Linked DNA regions of Mus musculus: region 1 is linked to region 2. Evidence: chromatin contacts called from public HiChIP or PLAC-seq data. All regions are on one chromosome and are shown on one strand. The core of a region is the stretch at or near the end of the contact, and the rest is flanking DNA. Distances in the headings are between cores, read along the strand shown.

Region 1 (3,964 bases), core at 1,393-3,892, 79 kb before region 2:
TGATGCAATGAGGATCCTGATGAAGTCATTTTGTCACCTTGGAAAACTCACCCAACAGAGATTACAGTGATCTCGGGCAACTGGGTGGGAGACAGAGGTCTGCAAGCCAAACTCTCTGTCAAATATTGGTAAATTTCTGTGTTATAATAACTTCACTTTTGGCACCTTAATTCAGCCTTTTAATTTGTTAGCTAACATATACTAAGTTAAAAGTGATGCGAAGAAACGTTTCTCTTTTAAATGAAGGCTAAGTTTGCACTTACTAGCCCAGTGCTTCTCAACCTGAGGGTCTGGACCCCACGGGGGGGGGGGGGGGGGGCTGCATATCAGATATCCTGCATATCAGATCTTTACTTGACAATTTATCACAGTAGCAAAATTACAGTTACAATGTAGCAACAAAATAATTTTATGGTTGGGGAGATCGCCACAACATGAGGAACTGTATTAAAGGGTCCGAGCATCAAGAAGGTTGGGGACCACTGCTCTAGTCAGAGAAGAAAACACTGACTTCCAGAAGAAGAAATTCAATTGCCTTCGGGAACAGATGTTACTGACAGCCTCGGGAACTTTGTCTCCTTTGTAAGAGCCCAGCAGAGGAAATTCCCTTCAGGAACAGTGTCACTAGGGTCCCATAACCTTTAAGCGAAGGATCTCTCTGATGGCTTCCGTTTTGCCCAGCAACTTTGACCAGTTTCCCATCTCACTCAAATATCTGCAGCCAACTCGGAAAGGGGATTTCCTGGACTCTGTGTACCTCGGTTAAGTCTACAGCCGACCCTCACATCACGTGACGCAATTAAGTGCAGGGAAGAAAAGCTCAGCTTAAAGGAACCCCACGGTGTTGGGTGTTCCTGCAGTCCTCCGCATTCCTGCGAACGTGTGAAAACTCAAGACTGGGACTCCATCATGTGAACGCAACGTTAGCATTTGAACGTTCATTTTCTTCCCTGGTTGATAATGTTTCTGAAAAATTGAGGCTACCCATATGTAGGGCCCTGGAAAAGATTTGAAAACATGAACTATGTTAAGTACTGTGTCTTGTCTCGGGAGCATCTAAAAGCCTAGAGATCTTGGCTTGGGAAATTTAGAAAAACAAACACTAACTCAGATGACTGGAGAAATAAAGAATAATTTAAGTTTTGGCCCTAACTATACTTGTCATTCTACGAGAATAGCCCTGGCTTTTGTTTGTCTTTGCTGTTTCTATTCTGCCCACATGGATTAAACCAAGGAAAAGTAGCTGAATCTAAGCTCATTCCAGTGTGAGCCATACAACCTATGAACTCCGTTCTAAATCAAGTTTCATTTACTGACTTCCCTGAGTCACGAATGTGTGACCTACTGGAATCCACGATGGGGGTCACAGAATGAGATTATACACCAAAGAAGGAATGCAAAAAAAAAAAAAAAAATTCAAGCAAGACTGGAAACAACCAACCCAAGTCATAACTTAGGAAAAATGAACATCTTTTGAGTATAAACACCAATTCTTCTAGAAAACACAGACAGCAGATGTACCTGAATTCATTCATTCATTTATATTATAAATATTATAAAATATGAGGGAGATACTATCATGACCATTTTTTGTATTACGAAGTAGAGGTGCAAGAAAAGGAGATGACAGTCCCTTAGCCATGAATCAAATCTTCTATATGATCATTATTGTATGGGGTGGTTTAAATTTTAAGCTCTTGGGCCAGCAATAGGGCTCTGAGGTTAGAGGTGTTGGCTCACAGGCATGGCAACCTCACTTTAATTTTTGGGCCCTAAAGGTGACATTGGAGAATAGACTCAGAGTTGTCCTCTGACCTCCACAGATACACTAAGGCATGTGGATACACACACACACACACACACACACACACACTAAAATTTAACCCTTTGTGTTCTTTTGGCTAGGGTTTATATTTGCTATGCTACACCATGACAGGAATCTTCCTTAAAATTCAAAACATTTCTATTTCATCTTAATCTCCGGTTTTGCTTTTTTAAGCAGAGCTGTTTCTTTTGGCTTAAAAACAAAATTTAAACACATAAGAACACCTAATCACATACATACATCAGAGTTCTATAAACAGCGCAGAAATATTCACTACTTGAACACATCAGTAGGCAAAAGGGAGATTGGGGAAAAAAACAACCCTATGTTAATTCCTATTTTAGCAGTATTTACTGAGTTTCCCTTTGTTTTGCTGATTCTGTGTCTCTTTCACACGCTACTGTTACACAAGCAGAAAACTGTGTCCACATTTTATAAGTAATAAGAACTCATTAGTTATAAAATATTTCAAATAGTACCTAACATTCATTGATGGGGTTGGAATTTTGAAAAGGGAAAAGAAAAAGAACCAAAATTCCAGGACCGCCTGATGTAATATCTTACGAGACAAGGCAGGGCTGGCCTCCCCTCCCCCTCCTTTAAAGCTTCCTTGTTTAGTATTTAGAACGCTGTGTCCACATTCAGTGAATTCCTTACATTCCTTTACTGCTGGCCCTCTGAACCACGAATCCAAATTAGGTAGTCATTTTACCTGTTACACAATAAATCAATTGTCTTGCACAAGTTTCACAGCGTATCAGTGACAAGAAGAGAGGGCAAATCTCTGATGGCTGGCTATCCTAACCACACCGGGTCAGTAGTGTACGCTGTGGCTAACAAGATCTGCTGCGACACCATCACTGGGATCAATACCGTTCGCAGAACTAGGCTTCATTCAATACATTCTTTAGTTTCTGGGTGCTCGAGATTTCCTTTTTCTTTTTTTAAACTAGCTCTGCCTCTTTTTGTTTATTCATGCTTGAGAAACAATAAGACGGGTGTTTTTTGTTGTTGTTGTTGTTGCTGTTTATAAGTGGGGACAGGATGGAGTGTGGGGACCACTGTCAAAAGCAAAAAGCAACACCTGAATAAACCCCAACTAAACAAACCTACTGATTCAATGAGCGTTAAGGACATAAAGGGCTGTTGCATGGCTTAGAAAGTGAATGGCTCCAACAAGTGTTTGCTGACAGGAGCCTGATATAGCTGTCTCCTGAGAGGCTCTGCCAGAGCCTGACAAATACAGAGTTGGATGCTTGCAGCCAACCATTGGACTGAGCACAGGGTCCTCAATGGAGGAGTTAGAGAAAGGACTGAAGGAGCTGAAGGGATTTGCAGCCCCTTAAGAGGAACAACAATATCAACCAACCAGTACTCCTAGAGCTCCCAGGGACTAAACCACCAACCAAAGAGTACACATGGAAGGACCCATGGCTCCTGCCGCATATATAGCAGAGGATAGATGGCCTTGTTGGACATGAATGGGAGGAGAGGCCCTTGGTCCTATGAAGGCTCGATGTCCCAGTGTAGGGGAATGCCAGGGCAGGGAAGCAGGAGTGGGTGGGTTGATGAGCAGGGGGAGGGGGGATGGGATAGGCGGTTTTTGGAGGGGAAACTAGGAAAGGGGATAACATTTGAAATGTAAAGAAAAGAAAATGTCTAATAAAAAAATTATTTGGGGGAAAAAAAAGAAAGCGAATGTCTGTCAGTCTTGAGGGTTTCAGGTTGTAAGTGCAAGGGACAGGGTGAATTTACAATCAAGCCTCATCTTTGTGAAATACTTTTTTTTTTTTTTTTTTTTATTTTTTAAGATTTATTTATTATTTTATGTAAGTACACTGTAGCTGTCTTCAGACACACCAGAAGAGGGAGTCAGATCTTGTTACGGATGGTTGTGAGCCACCATGTGGTTGCTGGGATTTGAACTCTGGACCTTCGGAAGAGCAGTCGGGTGCTCTTACCCACTGAGCCATCTCACCAGCCCCGTGAAATACTTTTATAGCTGGCGTTACAAAACTGAAATAAGAAAAAGACATCAGTTGACTTATAAACAGGGAAGAGGTGGGGACGGGAACTCCATCAGCAGGGCAAAACACGTCGAAGGAAGACATACATGTGTGTGCACACATGAATGCACAC
Region 2 (4,631 bases), core at 677-3,176:
AAGGAATTAACCTTTCCCCGTTAAGGTTATCTGGCAAAAGTAAAAAAAATGTATCAGTGGAGTAACTACTGTGTCTAACATTCATTCATAAGAAGTGCTAACAGCCTCTGCCAGGCAGCGACTCCAGAAGACTCACATTCAGACATGAGGAAAAACACTGGGAAGCCGCTAGAGGCTTCTCATTGCTAACAGGTTCCTTTGGTCATGAATCCAGATGATATTCCTTTGGCCACTACCATCTGCTGTTCCCACTTCTCCAAGGGAAGCTTAGAGGGGACCAGCGAGCTGGCTACAAACCTCTCTTGCTGCTTTCCGGGCATCTACAACCTAAGTTTACTTCAAAGCTTTGTTTCCCGTCATTGAGTTCTCAGATCCTTTCTGCTCGTCCGGGTCAGGACTTTACCACTGACTCCACATACTCTGCCCTCAGCTTTTGTATCTAGGGTTCCTCCCTAGGGATCGCTCTAGCCTCGGGTGGTTTAAATAATGTGATTAGTTCTCCAAGGATATCCCTGGAGTAACAACTGTATTACTGGGGGAACAAGTCAGAGATGCAGATTATCAATGTCCATCAATCGATGCTTACTGAACGGGGAACTGTTTGAGGTTTACCATCAGCCCCAAGTGAAGCTGATGTGTGTGCCTCATGAGATCCACGGCCACCAGCTGATGAACATGAAATTCTATTTCATGTTAGACCTCTCTCCTCTCAGCTAGACTAGACAGATCTAATAGGATGGCCAAAAACATTTGCTCGTAGTTTTTAAGAAGATGGGACCATACAGATGACACAGTTAATATGAAGAATAAAAATACAGGCAAGCAAGAGTCTGCTTGTAATATCTTACATTTCCATCTTTAAGTATAATTTTGAGATTTAAAAAAAAAATAAATTTAGTATGTGTGTGTATGTATGTATGTATGTATGTATGTATGTATGTCTGTCTGTGTATAGGTCTGTGTATATCAGTGCAGAGTCTCTCAGAAGCCAGAAGAGGGTGTGGATCCTCTAGAGCCACAATTAAAGGTACAGACTGGGGTGCTGGGAACCAAACTCAAGTCCTCTCGAAGGGCAGCAAGTGCTCTTGGCCACTGAACTGTCCTGCCAGCCCCTTAAGTCCATACACTGTTTCTAACTTGCAGAAGATTTCAAGTCCATTACCTTGTATGATCACAATCTTGACAGAAAGATCTCTGGGAATATGGGTAAAGTAAAAAGATAGGTCTAAAAGAACATTTAAAATGTAACTTTGAAAGCTCCATTTAAGGGCTGGAGAAACCTCTCAGGAGTTTAGAAGACTTGCTGTTCTTGCAGAAAACCAGGGTTTAGTTCCCAGCACCCACACCAGGTAGCTCTCGACCACTTACAACTCTAGTTCCAGGAGATCTGACGAACTCACACACACACACACACACACACACACACACACACACACACACACACACACACACACATGCACACACAGAAAGCTCTTTTAAAACTAGAAAAGCCTGCTAACTGTGATGCTTGCAGACAATACACTGCATGGATCTACACACATAGGAGTAAAGCCCCTCCCTCCCTCCCTACCTCCCTCCCTCCCTCCCTCTGCTCTGCTCCTCTCATCCCTACGACTTTTCATGAGGCATCATTGAAAAGCTCGCGTGCCATCTAAATGGACTATGACCACTGGGGCCACCCCTTGAGGAGGGAGAGTTCAGACTGAGCAGTACAGCCAATATGTGTTACTTAATGAAACAAAACATTAAAAAGGTGAATGATATGGTTAAAATATCATCACCCTCATGAAACCCACTGATTTACGCACAGTTACATGCTCACAACAGACTTCCAAATGGTAGAATAGAACCCTTCCCCGTCTCCCTTCCGTTCTACCCTGCCCCCACCCGCCACCTGCCCTGGAGCATAGCAGGCCTGTGCTCTCACACTGAGCCATTTAACTGAATCAACCTAAGAGTCTGTCAGCTGATAGCGACTAAAGCAGCGCAGTACACATACACAAGGCATTAAAAACCTTATAGAAATTCTGACATTTGCTAACAGGAATGAAAATGTCGAGCTAAGGACGGTCACAGACGCTGGGAAGCCAACTCAGGTCCTTTGCTCGAGTGTAAGTGCCCTTAACTGCTGAGCCATCTCAGCAACCCTTAACTACAGTACTTTTAACTCGCAGGAGATTTCAAATGCATTACAAGCCGGGCAGTGGTGGCACACGCCTTTAATCCCAGCACTCGGGAGGCAGAGGCAGGCGGATTTCTGAAGTTTGAGGCCAGCCTGGTCTACAGAGTGAGTTCCAGGACAGCCAGAGCTATGCAGAGAAACCCTGTCTCAAAAAAAACAAATAAACAACAAAAAAAAAAAAACCCAAAACAACAACAAAAAATTCATTACAAAAAAAAAAATCCTCAGAAAATATAAAGTAGAAAATGTCAAAAAAAAAAAAAAAAAGAAAGAAAAGAAAATGTCCCTGAAGGTATTTACGACAGTAAACAAATGCTGAGTATTTGAGTAGATAAGTTTGATATGTTTGAGATCACAGGTTATTTTGGAAAAAATGTTATAGATCATCAACATTTTTTATTAGATATTTTATTTACATTTCAAATGTTATCCCCTTTCCTAGTTTCCCTTCCTAAAATCCCCTATCTCCCCCCCCCACCCTCCCATTCCCCAACCCACCCATTCCCATTCCCAGTCCTTGCATTCCCCTATACTGGGGCATAGAACCTTCACAGGACCAAGGGCCTTCCCTCCCATTGATGACCAACTAGGCCATCCTCTGCTACATATATAGCTACAGCCACAAGTCCCACCATGTGTTTTCTTTGATTGGTGGTTTAGCTCCAAGGAGCTCTGGGGGTACTGGTTAGTTCATATTGATGTTCCTCCTATGGGGCTTCAGACCCCTTCAGCTCCTTGGTTACTTGGGGACCCTGTGCTCTGTCCAATGGATGACTGTGAGCATCCACTTCTGTATTTGCCAGGCACTGGATAGCCTCTCAGGAGACAGCTATATCAGACTCCTGTCAGCAAGCTCTTGTTGGATCTGCCATAGTGTCTGGGTTTGGATCATCAACATTTTAAACATGATATTAACAAATAAAGTCATAAATGTGATTCAAGGTCAGAGTATCTTTTTTGGAGCAGGCTGGCCTAAAACTAATTACGGGTAAGGATGAACCTAAATCCTCCTGGGTACAGACAAGCTCCACCAAACCTGGCTTCTGTGGTGGTGAGGACTGAACATGTGTTTTTGCATGTTAGACCAAATATTCTACCAACTATACTATTTCAGGTTCCAGCGTACCTTTCTTGTTTTTACTATTTTATTTATTTATTTGTTTGTTTGTTTGTTTGTTTGTTTATTTGAGACAGGGTTTCTCTGTGTAGCCCTGGGTCCTGGAACTCACTCTGTAGAACAGGCTGCCCTCAAACTCAGAAATTTGCCTGCCTCTGCCTCCTGAGTGCTGGGACTAAAGGCACATTCCAGTCACCTCCCAGGAACTGCTGAACTTGGTCGCTGCCTTTCTCACCTACTTGGGATGTTAACCCTTCAGTTTCCAATGTGGCAGGAGGGGCGGGGCAGTTCAATAACGCTTTTTCCAAAAGTCAAGAAAATGTATACTTTGGTGCTTGAATTGTAACATTTGCTCTATACCTCAATAAATATGAAACAGACTAAGAACAATGGAAGAAAAGATCTCATCTCTTCTCCAACGTAAGGTGTGTTTCCTCGGAATGATTGCACTATTTATAGGCTTCTCAAAAAACTCTAACTCTGTTTGCTTGAAACGAGGTCTCACAGTGTGAACATGAGGCCATCCTCCTGCCTCAGCTTCCGAGTGCCGAGATCACAGACATAAACCACCCCAAACCCGATTCATTTTTTTTTCTCTTCAAGGAAATTTTATAAATACAAAATCTATTTCTCTTCAAGGCAATTTTATAAATACAAAATCCATTTCAATCTTTTTTTATTATTCATAGTCTACAAATATCTAACTCGGAACATTCTTCAGGCCGTAACCATGCTATTAACTTCTTATCTCTCAAACAATTTTCCACCGAGTCCAAAAACAACAGAAAGCAAGTCTAACTGGGAAAGATTTATTTTGCTGACAGATTATTATACTTGGTCTAGCGTTCCTTCCATCCTCCAACGCATACACTTCCCACTGCTAACCCACATTAAATAGCTATTTCAACTGCCAAATAGCTCAAGATCTATATATAGTGAGCTCAATAAACTTGTCTCCTCTATTGTATCATAAAAATTCCAGAAGTCAATTAAAGTACCCATTTTTTTAAGTACGGCAAAACTGATTTCACATTTCCTCTCAAGTATACACAAGCAAGCAAGCAAGCAATTAAGATGACCCCTTTCCATTCGTGGCTAAGAACAAGAATTGGATTTTTATTGTGCCTAATTAATCTACTGCTTACACTGTTGTGACTTGCGCCTCCCTCTCTCCACTTTATTCTGTTCCAAGTTTTAGGGTCTGAGTTTTATCATGCATGCCTTCTTACAACTTCCTGTCTTTACTCAAATCTGGGAAGTAATTCTGGAAGCACATTAAACAGCTCAGACTTTTAAAGGCCAAACTGGAGCAAAATTCTCCATCCTGTAACA

The links. HiChIP or PLAC-seq counts read pairs in DNA pulled down with a chosen protein or histone mark.
Region 1: an H3K27ac HiChIP or PLAC-seq map of embryonic stem cells shows a contact between it and region 2, with 17 read pairs. The contact joins two enhancer-like sites. A contact is called at or near these places in 7 of 39 promoter capture datasets (embryonic stem cells, liver, second pharyngeal arch cranial neural crest and 2 more), 1 of 15 datasets of contacts at CTCF or cohesin (the NIH/3T3 cell line), 13 of 484 Hi-C or Micro-C datasets (the HPC-7 cell line, the MPC-11 cell line, embryonic fibroblasts and 6 more), 11 of 115 datasets of contacts at active chromatin or transcription factors (the NIH/3T3 cell line, differentiating embryonic stem cells, embryonic basal ganglia and 5 more) and 1 of 9 other capture datasets (embryonic stem cells).

What each region holds. Positions count from the first base shown.
Region 1 is chr10:108,430,964-108,434,927 of GRCm38.p6, reverse strand. All of the region lies in intron 1 of Gm36283 (predicted gene, 36283), which reads right to left. Among named protein-coding and RNA genes, the nearest start is that of Gm36440, 12 kb to the left of the region's middle. Within about 2 kb of position 2,642, at least 46 of the 459 cell types and tissues checked have an H3K27ac peak or open chromatin away from gene starts, as enhancers often do. A contact at or near this core is called in differentiating embryonic stem cells, embryonic stem cells and trophoblast stem cells, where this site is marked.
Region 2 is chr10:108,350,421-108,355,051 of GRCm38.p6, reverse strand. The region is part of intron 2 of Pawr (PRKC, apoptosis, WT1, regulator); the gene reads right to left. Among named protein-coding and RNA genes, the nearest start is that of Gm23105, 11 kb to the left of the region's middle. Within about 2 kb of position 1,926, at least 20 of the 459 cell types and tissues checked have an H3K27ac peak or open chromatin away from gene starts, as enhancers often do. A contact at or near this core is called in differentiating embryonic stem cells, embryonic stem cells and trophoblast stem cells, where this site is marked.